Linked DNA regions of Gossypium arboreum: region 2 is linked to region 1. A link is a contact called in public Hi-C data. All regions are on one chromosome and are shown on one strand. The core of a region is the stretch at or near the end of the contact, and the rest is flanking DNA. Distances in the headings are between cores, read along the strand shown.

Region 1 (4,940 bases), core at 1,296-3,795:
TGGCCCCAAAGTTTAATATTATTTTATTTTAGATTTTTCCTCACTTCATTGATAGCATTTAACTAGTACATAATAATTTCACAATTTGGTCTTGATGGACGAAAATGAATTCACAAGAACAATAGAGCACCATGCAAAGCAACTCCAATGTCAAATATACAGAAATGGGAAAGAAAAGGGGTCTATCATTTCAATTAAAAAACATAAATTTTACATTATGAAGGAAATAAAGAGAAAAGGGTTTATTTCACTAAATGTACCTAAACTATCTATTAAATTTTAAATTGGTCTCTATATGATCCTAAATAGTTTACTATAATTTTCTTCTATAATTAATGTAAAAGATAATGTACTCAAATTATTTCAATTTAACTAAAAATATTAATAAAAAATTGATTTTTATATCAATCTATAAAAGGTTTATTAAATTTACAAACATATAAAAAAATAAAAGACATAGGAATACTTTAGATGTGCTAGCTTAATAAAATGACCATTGTTCTTTGCATAATTATTTATTTAGTTCTCCAACTTTATAAAAGAAATCATTTTAGTCCTCCACTTTGCACATGTCTATTAATTTAATTTAAGCTAATATAGCAGAAAAGCCTTCAAACACCATGTTTAAATAAACTTTTGTACTCATTTTGTAGTCAAACATGCCCCTAATTTATGGTTTTTATTCATTAAATCCCTTAATGATAGCTGAAATTGACTTTCTTTTTCCTTTTATAAAACACCATGAACGTCAGCCATTAAGGAGCTGCAAACTTCAGCTCAAACCTCTGTCTTTGCAAGCTAAAGCCTGTTGGTATTTTCGCCATTAGGTTTCTTTGTATATATGAAAAAAATCTAACTTGCCAATCTTGGTTACCTAACTCCCTCATGCTTGTCACCGGTTGTTAATTAAAGTTCACTCTACCCTTCAACATATCAGTGGAATCCATTATGCTCTTTTTTCTCTTTCTAATAATTAGGGTAGGGATTTGATGTTGTTTTATTATTTTGAAATATTAAAGAATTTCAATCTCATACATCGTTGTTTTTAGTAAGAGAAATATTTATGACTAATAGAATTATAACACATATAAAAGGATAAAAAAAAAACTACTTCAATTGATCAAGGGCTTCAAATTGGTAAAAACAACAATATTAGGTGCTTATTTGACTACAAAATAAATATAAAGACTTATTTAAACACAATGTAATGATTTAAGGGGTTTTTTTTATACATTAATCATATTTAAAATTAAATTTCATATCAATAATAAAAATTCTATCAGAAACAAATTAAAAATCCCTGGCGGGGCTTAATCCTAGTATATTTTATTACAAATTACAAAGAAGGAATTGCATGTTCTGTGTCAAGAATTTGTGTCCCTAGTTTAAGACTTGTTTACAATAATTGTAGTTTCATTTCTAACTCTAGTATATCTTGTTGCAGGTTGTTATTTCGGTTCTTATGAAGGATTGCCAATGGCAACCTTTTTAGTTTCAAAAGGTGAAGACTCAATCAATGAATGTTAAGAGTATTGTATATTCCAGAGATTGAGTTAGTTAGCCTAGCTGTTAGCTTAGCCCTCTGTGCTATTAGTCTGTTACTCAATTAGTTAGATTGTTAGCCATAGCAGTTACCATAGTGTTCTATAAATACTATCTCTATAATGTTCGTGAAAGGTAGTCAAAATACAAAGATTTCTTTCAAATACTCAATGTATTCTTTCAATAATTAGCAACATTTTTCATTCCTTCATTCTATCTGTTCTTTTAGTCGAGTGATTCACCTTAGGTGCTAACATGGTATCAGTTGCCTAAAAGGTTCTAGAGACCTACCTCAATGACCACCGCCGCTTTTACCGATTCAGCTACCGTTGATCCTGGATGTCCAGTGTTTACTGGTACTCGACGCATCTAGTCATTTCCTTGCTATGAGACAATTAAGTTGGATGAAGGCACGTTTTTCAGTGGCAGCAACACATTCGGTTGATTTCTAGGGTTATGAGCTGACCGGTTTCTTGGATGGCACTTTGTCGATTCTACCGCGTTTTGTGCAGTCTCTGGAAGGGTCATTCGTTCCAAATCCAGATGCATCGGCCTTTGTTTAACAGGACATCTTATTAGCTTCATGGTTACTTTCCACGATTAACCCCTCCATTTTATCTTCTTTTCCAGAAGCACGATCCGCATGTGATGTGTGGACCACCGCCACTCGTCTTTTTGCTCCACTCACCAGTGTAAAGCTTGCCCGTATTCGTTACGATTTGTTTTTTCTCAAGAAAGGCAGTCTCTCGGTCAAAGAGGTCGTGGCCAAGATCCAGAATATGAGTGCCTTGATAGCGGCTTCTGGTTCGCGCATCTTCGAAGAAGAGAAGGTCGAGACTCTGCTTGTAGGCTTAACTCCTGAGTTTGATGTTGTTATTACTCTCGTTTCGCTCTCATCTTAGCCTTTGCGGTTTCAACGCCTTGTTGATGTGCTCCTTGAGTACGAGAATCGTCAGACGCGTCTGATTCAGGAGATACCTCTTCATGCCAACCTCTTGGAGACTGTTCTATCGCCGTTCATAGGGGCTCTATTCGTGGTGCTCGTCCCCCATCTAGAAGCCGCGGACGAGGGTTTTGATCCAGAGTTTAGTGCCAGATTTGCGAACGGTTAGGGCACCTCGCTCAACGATGTTTCTACCACTACAATCGTGACTACGAAGGACTGTCATCAGGTGTTCGGGCATCGTCTCTAGTAGATCATCATGGTCCGTTGCTTGTTTATGGTGGACTTCAAGGTACAAATTCAGCCGAACCACCGCCTTATTATTCGGGAGGAAATTTCCACCCTTACGCGTCTGTATCTAGAAATATTAGGGATTATAATCCCTTAGTGCAGAGAACTGATGATGGTCTGTGTGGTGGGGCCCCTGATGGGTGTTTATTTTGACCGTGCACCTATGCGCTTTCATAATATAGGTTCTAGGCTGATTGGGCTTGTTGAATATAATGACCATAGGCCGATTACTCATGGTCACTCTAGGTTGATTGGGCCTGTTGGGCTTCATGGCCAATGCAGCATGACCCTAGTCCAGATTTTGGGGGTGTCTCACCTTCCTTTGGGCCACATGCTCCCACTCTGCCAAATTGGTCTGTATTGAATTGTGTAGAGCTTGGTGTTCCTCCTGATCATGACCGTAATCGTGGAGGTCCAAGTAGTGATGTTGTTGGCCCATGTATTCCTTGGCAGACTAAGCCTCGAGCTCATGTTTACACTGGGTCTGACTCCTGTATTGGTCTTCTTCGTATACCTGATTTGCATGCGTCTGATGTTTCTACCTTCACTGGGTCTCATATTAATGCTACTCAATACGGCTCCAACTGTGATGGCACTGACTCTTACATCCCTATGCCAGTTGGCAATACATCCTGGTATCCCGACTTGGGTGCTTCACACCATGTATGTCGCGATGCCTCTACGTTGCATGACTCCACTCTTTATTCAGGTTGTAATAGGCCATTTTTTGTCCAGGCCCAAACCAAACCAAATAAAAATAAAAATTACAAGTCTATTTAAAAAAAACCCTAAGCCCAAATTACAAGCCCACAATCTAAACTAAGTTTTAATAAAGTAAAAAAAACCCTAGCCTCCAGCGTCCTTGCCCTCCACGTGAATAGGCACGTCGCCTGAGGCCTGATGGGCCTTTGTCGCGGTTTCACCAAAATGGCAAGGGCATGCTTTTTGCCACCGTCACCAACTACTACCTACAAAGAAAAAATAGAAAAGACAGGGACAATAGATGCAAACCCAAGAATAGTGACAAAATAAAAATATATGTATTTTAAACAAGTGTAAAATGGATATAAAAGCCAGAGAATAGATTGTATTAAAAAAAAAGATCGGAATCAAATACAAACACACAAAAAAGCGTGGTTCTTTTGTATTTTTATTTTTTAATTTTCGAAAATAAGTAATAAAATAAAAAGGAAACTTTTTAGCTTTTTTGCCGCTGCCATCATCTCCCTACGTTTTGGAAGACCGTCAGATCCTCGAGGATTTACTGAAAGGTTATATCAAAGAGACCGAGAATCGAAAGGTTCCTTTGCTTCTTTTTTTTTTTTGTATTTTGGTGCTTTTTTTTTTTTTTTGAGATTTTGGCCTCTGATTTGGGTTGAGGAAGGTAAAACAAAATGGACACTTTTTTGTGAAATCCGACCACCAAAGATGATGGTTGCCGTCGCTGACGACTGGTGGCCACGGCAGATAGAAGGTGATCCCCTAGCCGGACCCAGCCCCTTTTCAAAGAAAACAAGAGAAATTTTTTTTTTGAAACCTGTCTCAAATGAAAATTTTTGGTAAATTTTCACTTATATAGGCTCCCAAAACAGCGTCATTTCGGGACTAGCCTCAAACGCCCAAAACGACGTCATTTTGGTCTCTAACCAGTTTACCTGACCCAATGCCTCAGGATCCACGTGTTTTTGGACTAGGGTATAATTGTAACCCTAGTCCTTCCGCTTTTCAAGCGGTTTGTAATTAGGTCTTAATCCTTTTTTTTTATTTTTTTAGAAATTATACCACATGATTTTCGTGTGCTTTAATTTAGTCCTCGGTTCGCTGATCTCCTAGAGAAGGGACGCGTGTCCGTAGGATTGGGATAATTGCTTCGTTCGTCCCTCTATTTTTTTGTGCATTACAATTTAGTCTTTCATATTTATTTTATCCAGATTTGGCCCCAATATTCCACTTAAGTTTCGATTTAGTCCTTCTTATATTTATGCATTTATTTTATTATAATTTAGGCTCTCAATTTCATTTTAATTTTGATTTAATCCTTATTTATTTAATTTTGACCCTTTATATATTTTTTTATTTATTATTTGTTTGTTTGTTTATTATTCCTTTACTTTTTTAATATTTAAAATTGGTTTATTTCCTTTTTATTGTACATTTTATTTCT
Region 2 (5,069 bases), core at 229-2,728, 130 kb after region 1:
CCAACCTCTCAGTCCCACCAAATTTCTATGCTTCAATCTCCCTAGACTTGAAACCTCAGCCAAAAACTCTCTAATCCCATGCTCACTTTCATTAGAAATTTTCTTCACTGCAACTTCTTGTCCTTCTTTCAATACCCCTTTATAGACATTCCCATTACCTCCAGAACCAATCACATTTTCATCTGAAAATGCCTTTGTTGCTGCATAGATCTCTTGATACCCAATCCTGTGAGGCCAATACTCCAATTCCCAATTTTCAATATCATCTTTCTTACCATTTCTTTTCCTTCTAAATCTAACCAAAAGAAAGTACATTGCAATGCAAAAGCTAACAAGCAAGACAGCCCCAATGGTAACTCCAACTATGAACCCTGTTGATTCAAACACAGAATCCTTTGGTGGCACAAATGAAGGCAAATTAGTAGTGACCAAAGCATTACCAATTGAGGGATTCGAATTACTAAAGCTCCAAGCCAGAATCCTATGACTCTCAACCAACTGGCCTGTTGCTCCAGCAAATCCTACATGCATTTCATCAAGAAAAACAGTAGAAAGGTTCACAAACACACTTATCAAAGGCCTTATAGGCCTTTTATCCCCCACTTTCGCCATAGTAACATTTAAAATAGAATCTTCATAATCAACCCAGACTTGATAATTAACACCATTATTAAGCTTCAATCCCTTCAACTTATCACCTTCACTCCCTCCCCAAAACCCTGTAGGACTTGAAGCAACAGATTTCAAGGAGTTCACATCAACACCCACATGGTTATCATTGATATCATCAAATTCTTGGTTTGCAAACACATCAAACTCGACACCAAAGATACTGCTGTTGGGATTACCATTGTTGGAAAAGTTGAAAAGACCCAGATTCTGAGACGAACTGGCACCAGCTATACCAGCAGTAGGCAAGAAGGCAAAAGCAAATCCATGACCTGGGAGAAAACCCTTGAGAGGGGCAATGGAGAAAACGAAAGAAGTATAGAAAGGAAGTAACTTTGATGAATTTGATGATGACTTCACTGGGATCTTCGAAGGGTACAAAGCACGACCAATAGAGAAAGTCCCATTTGTGATGGAGAGGATGGAAGAATCAATAGTAGCATCACCAAAAGTCAAGAGATTGGTGGAGTTGAAGTTGGTATTGTAAACGAATTCAACAGATGAAACCCAAGGGAAGAACAAAAGGAAGGTTATTGCAGTTGAAAACAAGAAGGGAGACATGAGGAATATATTTCAAAAGATCCAAGAAGAGAAGATAAAGCTGTAGTTTGCACGTAAAGAGTGGTGTGCTTTTTAGGATTTTAGCTTGCATTTGAAGGAAGGCAACTGTGTTGGACGCGTAAAAAGAACAACATACAAACAGAAGTGTTCAAAATCTATCACGTAAATAATTGTTGAATAATAATTAAGTAGTTTAACTAATATTCGCAAAGGAAGCGGCGGGAAGGTAAGAAATACAGTACAATAATAATGGTGGAGTGGAGAATGGGGTGGTAATGAGCCGACAAGATAAGGGTTGAGCTGGATCAAATTGATTAAAAAATAAAAATAAAAAAAGCTTTACTCTAATCTATCTAAGTGCGCCACTCGATTGGTGGCCTGGACAAATACAGGCTTTGTTGAACAAGGTAAAACAACGTAGCCTTTCAATTTTGAACTATCTCTTTCTATCTTCTTGGTAGTATGAATGCTTCTAATTTCATATATTAGATTCCAAGAATTACTCTTTAGCTTTCTCATTGGCACCCCAATTTATTTACAAATTTTAACCTTTAACCAAAGTTATACATTTTCATATATTCAATTTAATTTTAAAATTGATTTCATAAAAATTCTTAATTAACTAATAATTTTAACAATTTCTTTTGCCCAAAAACATGAATTATTAATTTTCATCAATCAATTTCAATTGGCTTAAGGGTTAAAAACCCTAATTTAAAAAAAAAACAATTAAATTCTTACCTTTTTTATTCAATTGAGTACTTAAATTTTTAATATTTATCAAAAAGGTCCTCAAATTTTTTTCAAAAAAATTAAAGTCTCTGTTTTTTTTTTATGCTCAATTGAGTACTTGAATTGTCAAAATTCATCAAAAAAATCATTTGATCGCTAAAGTTAACTAATCCTAATTTGTTTCAGTTAAAGTCACCCCGTGTCACAATTACAACCTAACATGTAGCAAAAAAGTTAAAAATAAAAATAAAAAATTATTAAATTTTAATAAAAATATAAAATATTAAAATTATAAAAGATTATAAAAATCGTAAAAAATATAAAATTTTATAAAAATCATACAAAAATTATAAAATACATCAAAAACCCATTTAACCATTAACCGTTAAAGTTAATGAACCTAAGTGATTCTTTAGTTAAAGTTATCACATGTTGCAACACAACGTGTCATATAACAAAAATGCTAAAAATAAAAATCAATAAAAATATAAAAAATTATAAAATACTACTTTTGGTATGATAATTTTATAATTTTCTTATGATTTTATAAAACTTTAAAAAATTTATATTTTATTAAAATTTAATAATTTCTATAACTTTTATTAATTTTTATTTTTTATCATTCTTATTCATGTTACGTTGTGATTGTGACACATGATAACTTTAACTGAAAAAATTTAAATACGGTCAAATAATCTTTTTAATGTATTTTAACCATTTAAATACTCAATTAAGTGCAAAGAAAAGCAGACTTAATTGAAAAAAATTTGAGAATCATTTTTATAAGTTGGCGGAAAAAGACCATTTCAATTTTAAAACTTGCATTTTAACTTGCTTTCTAATCTTTGTCTCCAAACTTATATTACCTGTATTTTAGGTGAGAATTTACAAATTTGGTCCATATTGAATCATTGATTTGAAGTTAAGTGCAAGAATGAAAAGAAATTACAAATACCCAAGTGAACCAAATATTTTATATACATAAACATTTTAAATCATAAGAATGTCACATGTTTTTTTTTAATTAGTTTGTTCTTTAAATTTTTATTTTATTTTTAAATATACCCTAAGAAGCAGATCCCATGGAAAAACTAAAGTCCCTTAACAGTGGATCAAACAAATCTTCTTTTTTTTTTTTAATCCACTTCCAAATCATTTATGAAGAAATAAGACAATGGCAAGAAACAGTTTCAAAATTGTAATCCTTCTAATTGATTCTATTATTGATGTATAAAAAAAAAAAAAAACACAAGTAGTAATCACCTACAAAGCCAGAGAATTGTATCCTATAAAAGCCATATTTATAGCTTACCAAATCAAAGAAGATAAATGAGTGCTTTTGCTCAAATACTCTATATAACAGATAACATCTACTTTTTCTTGTTCACTATACATGGTAAATCCTGTAAACTAATTATCTCTTGGTATTTAGATTACCTGATTTTCCCAGCTTTACCACAAAGATTGAAAAACCATAAAATGATGTCTATTCAGCTCTGCGAGCGGTGACAAACAATGAATTTTCTGTCACTTGCTTTGCTTGAGCTTGCAGTTTCCCAGCTTTTATCTTGTCAAGTCTTGCTCTTCGAGCAAATTCTTGGATCTTACGGTCATGCTCTTTAAGCAACTGATCAACATTTTCGGATGGAGCAAGTAATGGACCCGAGACATAAATCTTGTTTCCCCTCGGACCACAACCATGCTGGAGAATAATAGCATTAATAAGAATATGCAGGTTTCAGAATAGATGATGTTGCATGCAAGGCATGAATTGCCTTAATGCAATTTAAAAGAAAGAACAATGTCAAGAAACTCACCATTGGTTCCTTAATGCAGGCTCTTCCACCTGCTGTCTGTGGGGATTCTGTGGTTTTTGGCATATGGTGCCTGACATCGCGTTTTCCCGCAGACTCTAATTCGTGAAATGATCTTCGAGACCTGCCTGCTTGGTTCACTGGTTCAGAAGTCAAAGGTCCAGATCTCTGATCTTCAGGAGCCAAAGTCCTAGTTGCTACTAAACCAGATAACTTGGATAAGTTAGCTCTGGATGAGAGCCTAGTAAGATCATCAGGTTCCTTCCCAGACTTCCCGAATGCAGCACCATAAATCAATGGGCCTGAATGTGAAACTTTCTTCCTATTGTACTCCAAGAAATCTCTACCATTTTCTTTTGCGGTAGGTGTCTGTTTAGGGGGATTAATTAATAAACCAGAAAATCCATCTGCGTTACGAGAGTTCAACATCTGACTCCTGCTCTTCAAATTAGGATGAGGTTGTCTTCTCTGTAATTAGGGGGCAGAAATTGAATACGGTTAGCTATAGAGAAGCAAGAGGTGAAGGCAATTAGTGAACAAAATAAAAAAGATTGCTAATCTATAGTGCTACAGCGTAAAGTAGCACAGTTTGAAGACCAAGAAACATGTTAGTGCATATATCAAGTCAATAAATGTATGTTAAAAGAACTGCAATTGCTATTACCTGCGATGATGCGGTCTGTTCAGCATTAGAAATTGGTTCCTTCTGCCCCCTCCTTTCCATGTCAACCCTTGAACCCCTGCTCCCAACTGCTCTTTGCCTAAGGGAACAAAAGGAGAGGTTAATCTTATGAAGACAACTTTTTAAACTTAAGAAAATTAAAATTGTCCAAGGAAAACAAGAAGACATTTAAATATGAAGTAAGATTCTCATTGGCCTAGATGACCCCCAAAACAAAATATACACCATGTTTTAACATATACCTTCTAGCTTCTTCGTCCCGCAATTTAGCATCAATCTCCTTACTAGGAGGATATTTGGGTAAACTTGAAGGATCACATGCAAAAGGTTGTGTTGTAAAGAACTGAACAGAAAGGCAGAGAACACATATTAGTGAACTGATAACAGCTAATAAGATCACCCATTCCAGGAGAACTATTTAGAAAGAGGTTAATGAAATGATCCTGAATTGATTCCAAATATTATGTCAAGGAAAACAAACAAAAAAGAAGGGAAAAAAGCACACAACATTCCTTCTTAATACAATATTCATTGGTAATGATTGACATATTGTGCATACCTCACTCTTCAGAGCAGAAGCTGCAGTTCTTCGATGAACAGGATCGATTGAA

Evidence for each region. A called contact is a pair of places that touch in the nucleus more often than the background predicts.
Region 2: a Hi-C map of leaf shows a contact between it and region 1, with 4 times the contacts expected there. The contact joins the promoter of LOC108459815 here to the enhancer-like site in region 1. A contact is called at or near these places in 4 of 5 Hi-C or Micro-C datasets (all in leaf).

Annotation. Positions count from the first base shown.
Region 1 is chr4:114,611,491-114,616,430 of ASM2569848v2, forward strand. It overlaps LOC108460587 (wax ester synthase/diacylglycerol acyltransferase 4-like), which reads left to right. Exons shown (of 5, transcript XM_017760131.2): 5 at 1-43. Among protein-coding and RNA genes, the nearest start is that of LOC128291689, 4.2 kb to the right of the region's middle. Within about 2 kb of position 2,546, at least 2 of the 2 cell types and tissues checked have an H3K27ac peak or open chromatin away from gene starts, as enhancers often do. A contact at or near this core is called in leaf, where this site is marked.
Region 2 is chr4:114,743,324-114,748,392 of ASM2569848v2, forward strand. It overlaps LOC108459815 (probable L-type lectin-domain containing receptor kinase VII.2), which reads right to left and starts at 1,479. Exons shown (of 1, transcript XM_017759215.2): 1 at 1-1,479. The coding sequence starts at 1,230. It overlaps LOC108460618 (probable serine/threonine-protein kinase At1g54610), which reads right to left. Exons shown (of 8, transcript XM_017760178.2): 4 at 5,018-5,069; 5 at 4,701-4,801; 6 at 4,441-4,537; 7 at 3,780-4,244; 8 at 3,151-3,664. The coding sequence ends at 3,449.